2 separate regions of the Macaca mulatta genome follow, and region 1 is linked to region 2. The links are chromatin contacts, called in public Hi-C maps. All regions are on one chromosome and are shown on one strand. Each heading gives the region's core, a stretch centred on a gene start, on an enhancer-like site or on the middle of the called end of the contact. The rest is flanking DNA. Distances are from core to core; before and after follow the strand shown. Region 1 holds the start of SP9 (Sp9 transcription factor). Region 2 holds the start of DLX1 (distal-less homeobox 1).

Evidence for each region. Hi-C and Micro-C count contacts between places; a contact is called where the count stands out from the background.
Region 1: a contact with region 2 is called in a Hi-C map of fetal cortex germinal zone, with 9 times the contacts expected there. The contact joins the promoter of SP9 here to the promoter of DLX1 in region 2. A contact is called at or near these places in 3 of 14 Hi-C or Micro-C datasets (fetal cortex germinal zone, fetal cortical plate and liver).

Annotation. Positions count from the first base shown.
Region 1 is chr12:79,235,768-79,239,307 of T2T-MMU8v2.0, reverse strand. It overlaps SP9 (Sp9 transcription factor), which reads right to left and starts at 2,256. Exons shown (of 2, transcript XM_015110389.3): 1 at 2,097-2,256; 2 at 1-1,093. The coding sequence starts at 2,117.
Region 2 is chr12:77,018,207-77,022,043 of T2T-MMU8v2.0, reverse strand. It overlaps DLX1 (distal-less homeobox 1), which reads right to left and starts at 2,288. Exons shown (of 3, transcript NM_001260619.1): 1 at 1,777-2,288; 2 at 918-1,117. The coding sequence starts at 2,089.

The sequences.
Region 1 (3,540 bases), core at 1,007-3,506, 2.2 Mb before region 2:
GCTTGCCACAGAAGAGCCAGTTGCACACGAAGGGCCGCTCGCCCGTGTGCCAGCGCAGGTGCGCCTTCAGGTGCGACGTCTTCCCGTACACCTTGCCGCAGCCCGGGATGTGGCAGCTGTGCAGGCCCTTGCGCCGCAGGCTGGCCCCGGCCGGGCCCAGCCGCTCTGCCTCCTGGCAGTTGGGGCAGTCGCAGGTGGCGCGGCCCGAGTAGCGGCGGGCAGAGCGTGCTGAGCTCCCCCCGGCGGCGGCGGCCGCGGCGCCCGAGATCATGGCGCTGGCGGCGGCGGCTGCCACGGCGGCGCTGGAGTCCGAATAGGAGGGCAACACCGGCTTGAAGCCGTCCTGGGCCAGCAGGTGCTGGCTGGTGGAGAGCAGGTGCGAGGCGGCGGCGGCGGAGGAGCCGAGACCCGTGGAGCTGAAGGCCGAGTGCGTGAGGGAACTGAAGTCGGGGTTGTAGGTGCCCAGCTGCGAGTGCAGCGAGGCCTGGGGGGCGCCCGAGTGCAGCGAGCTCTGGAGCCCCCCAGCGGGGTTCTGCACTTCCAGCCACGACCCCGGGCTGCTGTGCACGTCCCACCACGACGACGCCGCGCCGTTGGTCACCTCGCCGGCCGCCAGCGTCGAATGGAAGCCCGACTTGTACCACGACTCGTACGGGTGCGCCATGCCCACGCGCGGGTACAGGCCGTCGGCCGCCGTCGTGTGCACCTTGGAAATGAAGGCCGACTGGCCACCCGCCTCCTGCGGGGACACTCCGGCCGCTGCCGCCGCGGCAGCCGCCGAGTTGGAGAAGAGGCCGCCGTAGTCGCTGCTGAAGGCGGACGACGTGGGCGACGTGGAGGCCAGGCAGAAGGCGCTGTTGGCGGCGCCCGAGCCGCCCGCCAGGCCGCCCGAGCCACGGCCCCCGGTGGCCACCGCGAAGCCCGAGAGGCTGGAGCCGAGGTTGCAGCTGGACGAGGAGCGCTTCCAGGGGTGAAAGCCGCCTTTGGCGAAGGCGCTCGACTCCGGCAGCGTCGTCAGCGGGCTCGTGTTGCCGATCTTGTTGCAGGTCGCCGCTAGCATGGCCAACGGGGTCGTTCCGAAGCGCGGCTCTTCCTAAAGTGGGTAGGATGGGGGAGGGAGCAAGGAGGAGGAGGGCAGGAGGAAGTGGGGAAGAAAGAAAGTGCACCCGTGAGCAGCCTTGTCCCCTGCGGCTGCTCCCGGGGGGGCCCTAGCTCCCCGCCTCGCGCCTCCTCCCCACGCGCCCGCGGAAGAGTCACCGCACCGGGCGCGGGACAGTGGCCATCACCGCGGCGAAGGTCCGGGGGCCGGAAAGTTGCTCTTCGCTGAGGCTGTAAATCAAAGATGCCTCCGTGTTCCCCGCCTCAGTCGCTGCAACCCTGACTACAACCGGACTTGGGTTGTCGCGGTAAACCGGCTCCTCTCCCAGAAGACCCCAAGTCGCCCTTCGGGGTGACGCGCGAAGGTAAACACAGAGACCAGAGACAACAAACACCGGGCGAGGGCGGAGGCGGCCGAAACAGCAGCCAGGGACGGGCGAAACTTGCAGCACTCCCAGGGTGGCTACGACTTGACTTTTCTTTTTTAATAGAAAACGTTTGGTTTTAAAGTTTACACACACACAAACACAGCGATTATGAAAACAACAATCCGAGGATAAGCGGCCAGAGACGTATTTTCAAAGTCACGGGCGAACTGGGGAGCCGCGGAAATGTAAATATTTATTAGCGTGACTAGATGGACTGCAAAACGATTAAGACTGTTTTCTGGAAACACCACTGTCGCATAATTGCAACAAAATCCCCAAAGCAAGGCGGGGGGTGGGGTATAAATCACGAGGGGAAGAAAAGAAACCTCTAGCTTTTCTTTGAAACCAAGTAAAAAAGGACTTCATTAAGAAGGCCTTTTCTTGCAAAGGCATCTGCTGGGTTCCAAAAACTTGGGGAAAAAATCAGTCCCAGAAATGTGGCAAGTGCTAATAGAAGCTGAAGCTGCAGTCCAGCAGCAACAGTTTCTCGGGAGCCGCAGACCCCAGAAGCCATAACGAAAAATTACTCCGGTTAAAACAAGCAAATGCGTTGCCGCGCTTGCGACTTACCCCGAGTATAGACGTGGCCATAGCAGGTCTCTGGCTGCGCAGCGAGGCTGGGAGCGGGGCTGAGCCTGGCGGCTGCTCGGAAAAACTGCTTGGGTCCCGCGCGGCTCCCGCGTCCCCGCGCTCGCGCCGAGCGGACTCCGGGCTCCCGCCGGCTAAACTCAGCCTAAGTGAGAGGAGCACCCGCTTTGAAGTGCCGCTGGCTGCGCCTCTCACCCAATGAGGGCGCAGGCAGAGCAGACGGGAGCTGCCCCGCAGCCAATCAGACGCGCCGAGGGGCCCGGGCCCGGGCTCCCGGCGCGTGCCAGTCAAGTCGGCTAGCTAGGGCGGCGGGGGTGGAGGGGAGTAGGGGGGGATACTTGGGTGGGGGGCGAGGGCGGGCTGGGGACTGAAGAAATTACAGTGCAATTAAAAATTTGCACACACTCACGCACCAAGCCAGGTTTAAGTACCAATGAAACCGGGCCACAAGCACCCCCCCCCACACACACACAAACCACCCCGAGATGTTGCAAGTTAGGGCTGACAGTCCTACTCGACTCCCCACTTGTAGGAAAGGAGGCAGGAGAGGAGGAGACACCCAGACACAGCCCGCACCAGCAGGGCCCAAGTGGAGACGGAAATGTCAGCCCTCACTTTGTGTGTCCAGGCTCTTGCCTACAGAACACAACTTCAGCTTATATCTATCATTCTTGCTTGGGATTTTTTTTAAAAAATCATTTTCGTGTGTCTTCTACCCAATTCCTTATTCCACTAGATTCAATGTTACTCTCACAGTTATACTGGGGAGGGGGACACGAAGGGACAGTTCCTCCGAGAGGAGCGAAATAGGCCTCTCTGTACAGATCTACATCCACAGATTTGTTGGGAGGGCCTGGAGCCTGCTGCATCCCGCCATTTCCCCCCAGCGGTGTAAGTGACTTCCTAATTGTCGCTCTGGCCTCTGACCCGGGGGGTAATACAAGTGCCACTCACGCTAGAGGCTTCTGGTGGTAATTGAGGGCACCCTTTGTACGGTTTCGCCAGCGCTAAGATACCAGGTTAACCCAGTTGTCAAATATGACTAAACAGTGGGATGTGCTGATTATCTGCCGGGTTTTGCTGGGGGCTGGCGTGGGGGTGGGAGGCATCAGCCCATACAACACGCTGCACGAAGCCGCTTATTTTCACACTGTAACAACTTTGGAAACAGAGACCGGCGCGAGCGGCGTCCGCCCCCACCTCCACCTCCGCTGAAGCTGCAGCTTGCTCGGCTGTTTGTTTAACCCGGTGAAGATTTGCATGTCGCGTTTCATCCTGGAGTGGAATTTTCTTGTCCCAGCTCCAGCCCACTCCCACTCCAGACTGCCAAGGCCTAGAGTTTCGTCTGTAAGGCAAGTGCGCCGTGTTAAGAGGTGGGGTCCCCCTTACTGCCCTGCTTTCACGGACGTGCCCGAGAAATCTCTCC
Region 2 (3,837 bases), core at 1,039-3,538:
CTCAGAGAGCCAGGGAGGAGTCGTGGTGAGGGGCGAACTGGGATCCAGGCCTTAGCCTGCCAGGGGCTCAGTCCGACCGTGGCTACCGCCTGCGGAAGATACAGCGCCTGCACAACACCGAGCCCGCAATTCCAATATCAACATCAATAAAAGAATCGAAAACCTAGGAAGGAGTGGAGGAAATTTATTTGCAATGCGACCCAACTTTTCTATGCGACATCCTTTCTGCCCTTGAGTTGGGACGGACTAAGGAGGCCTCAAGGTTTTGGGGAACTTTTCTTTGGATTCAAAACCTTCCTTGCCCTACGGTCTGTTTGCTTTCTCCAGCTCTGCTCCAAATCCCGGACCGGACGTTGGAAGCCCGCGCCCGCCGCCGTCAGAACGCTCACGGGCTCCCCGGAGTCTTAGAGAAAGCCGGGAAGGTCGGTCCCGTTTCTCCTCTAAGATCTGGGACTTGAGAGGTGAGAGGGCGGAGGAAAGGTTCTCCCCCCACCCCCAACCTGTGAGAAGGAGGAGGAGGAGGGAGGCCGAGGCGCAGACCCAGGCCCCGAGTGATTAGTCACACAATTTAAAGGCAAGGGAGGGATTAAGCCCCGAGTCTATTGTTCCAGTTGTTTAGGCACGTGTGACCTCAGAGTTCCCAAACAAAACGTCTAGGGAATTCCTTCCTGCGCCCTAATCAGATTGTCCGGGGACAGAGGGCCGGGCTGCGGGCAGCTCGGGATACCGAGAGCAGCGACAGAGCTAGGGCGGAGGATGAGGGAGGAAGGAGACACGCTGAGAGCCAGGGGTGAACACAAACACACACACACAGTGACACCCCGACCGTGAGGCACAGCGAGCAAGAAATGAAGACCCGGGCGCAGGCAGGCCGCGGAAAGCCTGCGTGGCGGAACGGAGCGGCAGCGGCGAGGTACCTGAGTCTGTGTGAGTCCCAAAGAGGCCGCGAGCTCCGCCCTCTCCGGCAGAGCTAGGTACTGAGTTTGCTGGAACCTCCGGTTCAAAGCCTGCAACTGCAAGCTGGAATAAATCGTCCTGGGTTTACGGATCTTTTTTCCCTTGCCATTGAAGCGCACTTCACCGCCTTCCACCACCGTGCTCTTCTCCGAGTCCGCCCCTGGAGGGACAGCAGAAGCAGGGCCCGTTGTTAATACGAGGGGCCGCCTTTAGTGCGAACAGCCGAGAGCGAGTGGCTACCGAAGGGTGGCGGAGGCAGGACCAGGGAGAGAACGTTCAAGAAACTCTGAAAGCCAGGGAAGGGTCCCCCAAAATCCGAGGGCCTGTCCCGGGCCACTGCAGGCGGGATAGAGCCGTTCCCAGAAGCGCAGCCCCTGCCTTTGCAGGGAAAGTTTGCTATTTTTGCAGGCGGTAGTTGAGGTTTAATTACCCTTAATTGCATACATTGTTTATAGCACTACGCAATAAATAATTACCGAGACTAATACGTGCACATGTGGGTTTCTGTTTTCCAGCGGGGCATTGTGTGCTCTGCACACCGAGCCGCCCAGAGGCCCAGCCAGTGCCAGGAGACGCTCTGGGATTTATCCTTTGCTGGATAGTTGCAAATTGAGTGAATTTTAAAAAAAATTTATTTGCTGTGACAAGGATCTATAGATTGATATTCGAAACCTCCACTGCTCCCGTGCCCTCCCCACCCCCACCCCACCTCGCTCTCCTCTCTTCTCTTTCTCTCTCCCTCTCCTCTTCTCCCCCGCTCCTTCTTTCCCTCTCTCCCTTGTACCTCCTCCTCTCCCTCTCCCTGGCAAGCGCACGTACCTGGGTCCTCCAGGCGGCTCTGGGCGAGGCTGGCGCTGCCCGGGTAGGACTGCACCGAACTGATGTAGGGGCTGGAAGCGTGGCTGCTGACCGAGTTGACGTAGGGGTAGCCCAGCGGTCGGGAGAAGGACGAGGCTGAGCTGTAGGCGCCGTCGGGCTGCGAATGGCCCGCCGAGTGTAAACAGTGCATGGAGTAGTGCCCGTGGGACATGGGAGAAGGAGACATTTGCTGGTTGGGCGGCCCAAACTCCATAAACACCGCCTTGCCCGACACGGGGCTGTTGAGACTTTCTGGCATGGTGGTCATGGTCATCTCTTCTCGCGGGGTCTGGGTGTGGGACTTTCTCTCCTCTGCTTCCCTTTTGGGGGTCTCTATGTTTCTCAGGACAGGAAGGAACCCAATTTAAGCGGAACAGGGGTTTTCACTTTCCATTCATAAGAAAATGGAGTTTGTCTCTTTGAAAAGTCTAAGCATGATGCTGCTGAGCTCCCCAAACTCGGTTCAAAGCTTTGACTCAGCCAAGGTCATAAATATTCATGAGCTGGCGGAGCTGATTGGTCCGCTGTCTTGCATAATCACTGGGGATTGGTCCGAGGCGCTCGGGCTCCGCTGGACTAGAGCGGGCGAGGCGGCCCGGCCTCGGGAGAGTCGCATCCACACTTCCCGGCCGGGGCTGCTCTGCAACAGAGCGCGCCGGGCAGGAAGCACAATGGGCTCCGGCGTCTGCGCCGGGACCGCTGCGACCCGCGGCTCATCGGCCTCCCGCCTCCCTCGCGTGCCTTCCTCCCCAGGAACCAACCAGCGGCTCGGCGCCGCCGCCCCCCTGCCACTGTCCCCACCCTTCAGCGGTCCCTAACGCCAGACACCCTGGACCGCTTCTCGTCGCTGCCACTCAGTCCGGCGCAGAGCTAGGGCTGCTGGGGAGGAGCCTGACCTCTGCCTCTCCAGCGCGGAGTCGCGCACTGGGGGGCGCCCGAGGCGGCCAACAGACAGAGGTCCTCCCAAGAGCCTTGTGCCTAGCGCGGCGCCCATTCGGCCGCGCCTCCCCGGCCCGGGTACGCTCTGCCACATCCCTGGAGTCGGGGCTTAGGGGCCCTCCCTGCGAACTCACTCGCTCGGCCGCTGCGCCGCCGCCGCCGTCGCTCCCTGGGGCCCGCTCGCATTGCTTCAGGCCCAGCTGGCCACTCCAGCTCGAGGCTGCACGGTCTGATTAAAGCAGTGCGCGTGGAGAGCCAGGAACCCGCGCTTCTCCTCCCAGGAAAGGCGACTGCGCCGCCCCCTCCCCCAACACACACATCCTCTTTCCCTCCCAGCCTTCCTCCTCCTCCCCCTCCCTTCTCCACTCCCTTGCGCGGAGAGCCCCGGGCTCACTCGCCCCGAGAGCGCGGCTCAGCGTGGAGCCCAGGGGGCCTAGGGGCTCAGATCTGCTGAAGCCGCGGACGCCAGGTGATCATTTTCCGGCCTCCTGAGGTCTAGCGAGACTTCCAGAGTTTAGGAGTCCCTGGGGGACACCGAAACCCGCAGCAAACCCAGCCTGTAGTAGGCTCCCCTATCTGTGTGTATACCTCTCGCGTTGCCACCCAGTATCTTTCTCCAGTGGCCAAAGCGCGCGCCACCGGGCCTAGGGGGCAGGGCTAGTGGAGGCAAGAGCTGCCGCTGCTCCCTCTGTCTTCTGAGGTGCTAGGTACGAAAAACTGCACAAAAGCCCCCAACCCATCGCCACTACTACCAATACAGCCACCCCCTCGCGGTGTGGCGCACACCACCCTGGCTGTAAGTGGATGTTGGTTCCCCAACCCGCCAGTCCCACGGTGAATCCCAAATTACTTTGTTAGGTAATTAGAAAGTGTTGATAATTATTTCTTTCATAATTTAGCGGTGTGACGGGAACGGGAAAATGATCTTGTGAAAGTTCACACGTGCAGATGTATTAGTTACTGATTCATTTGATTAAATGGTAGTCTCAAGTGCTCAGATCCGCAGCTGAAGGCGCTCCATTAGCATAACACTGATGTTTAATTTTCATACGCATAATTAGCCATATATTTAACACTAATAGC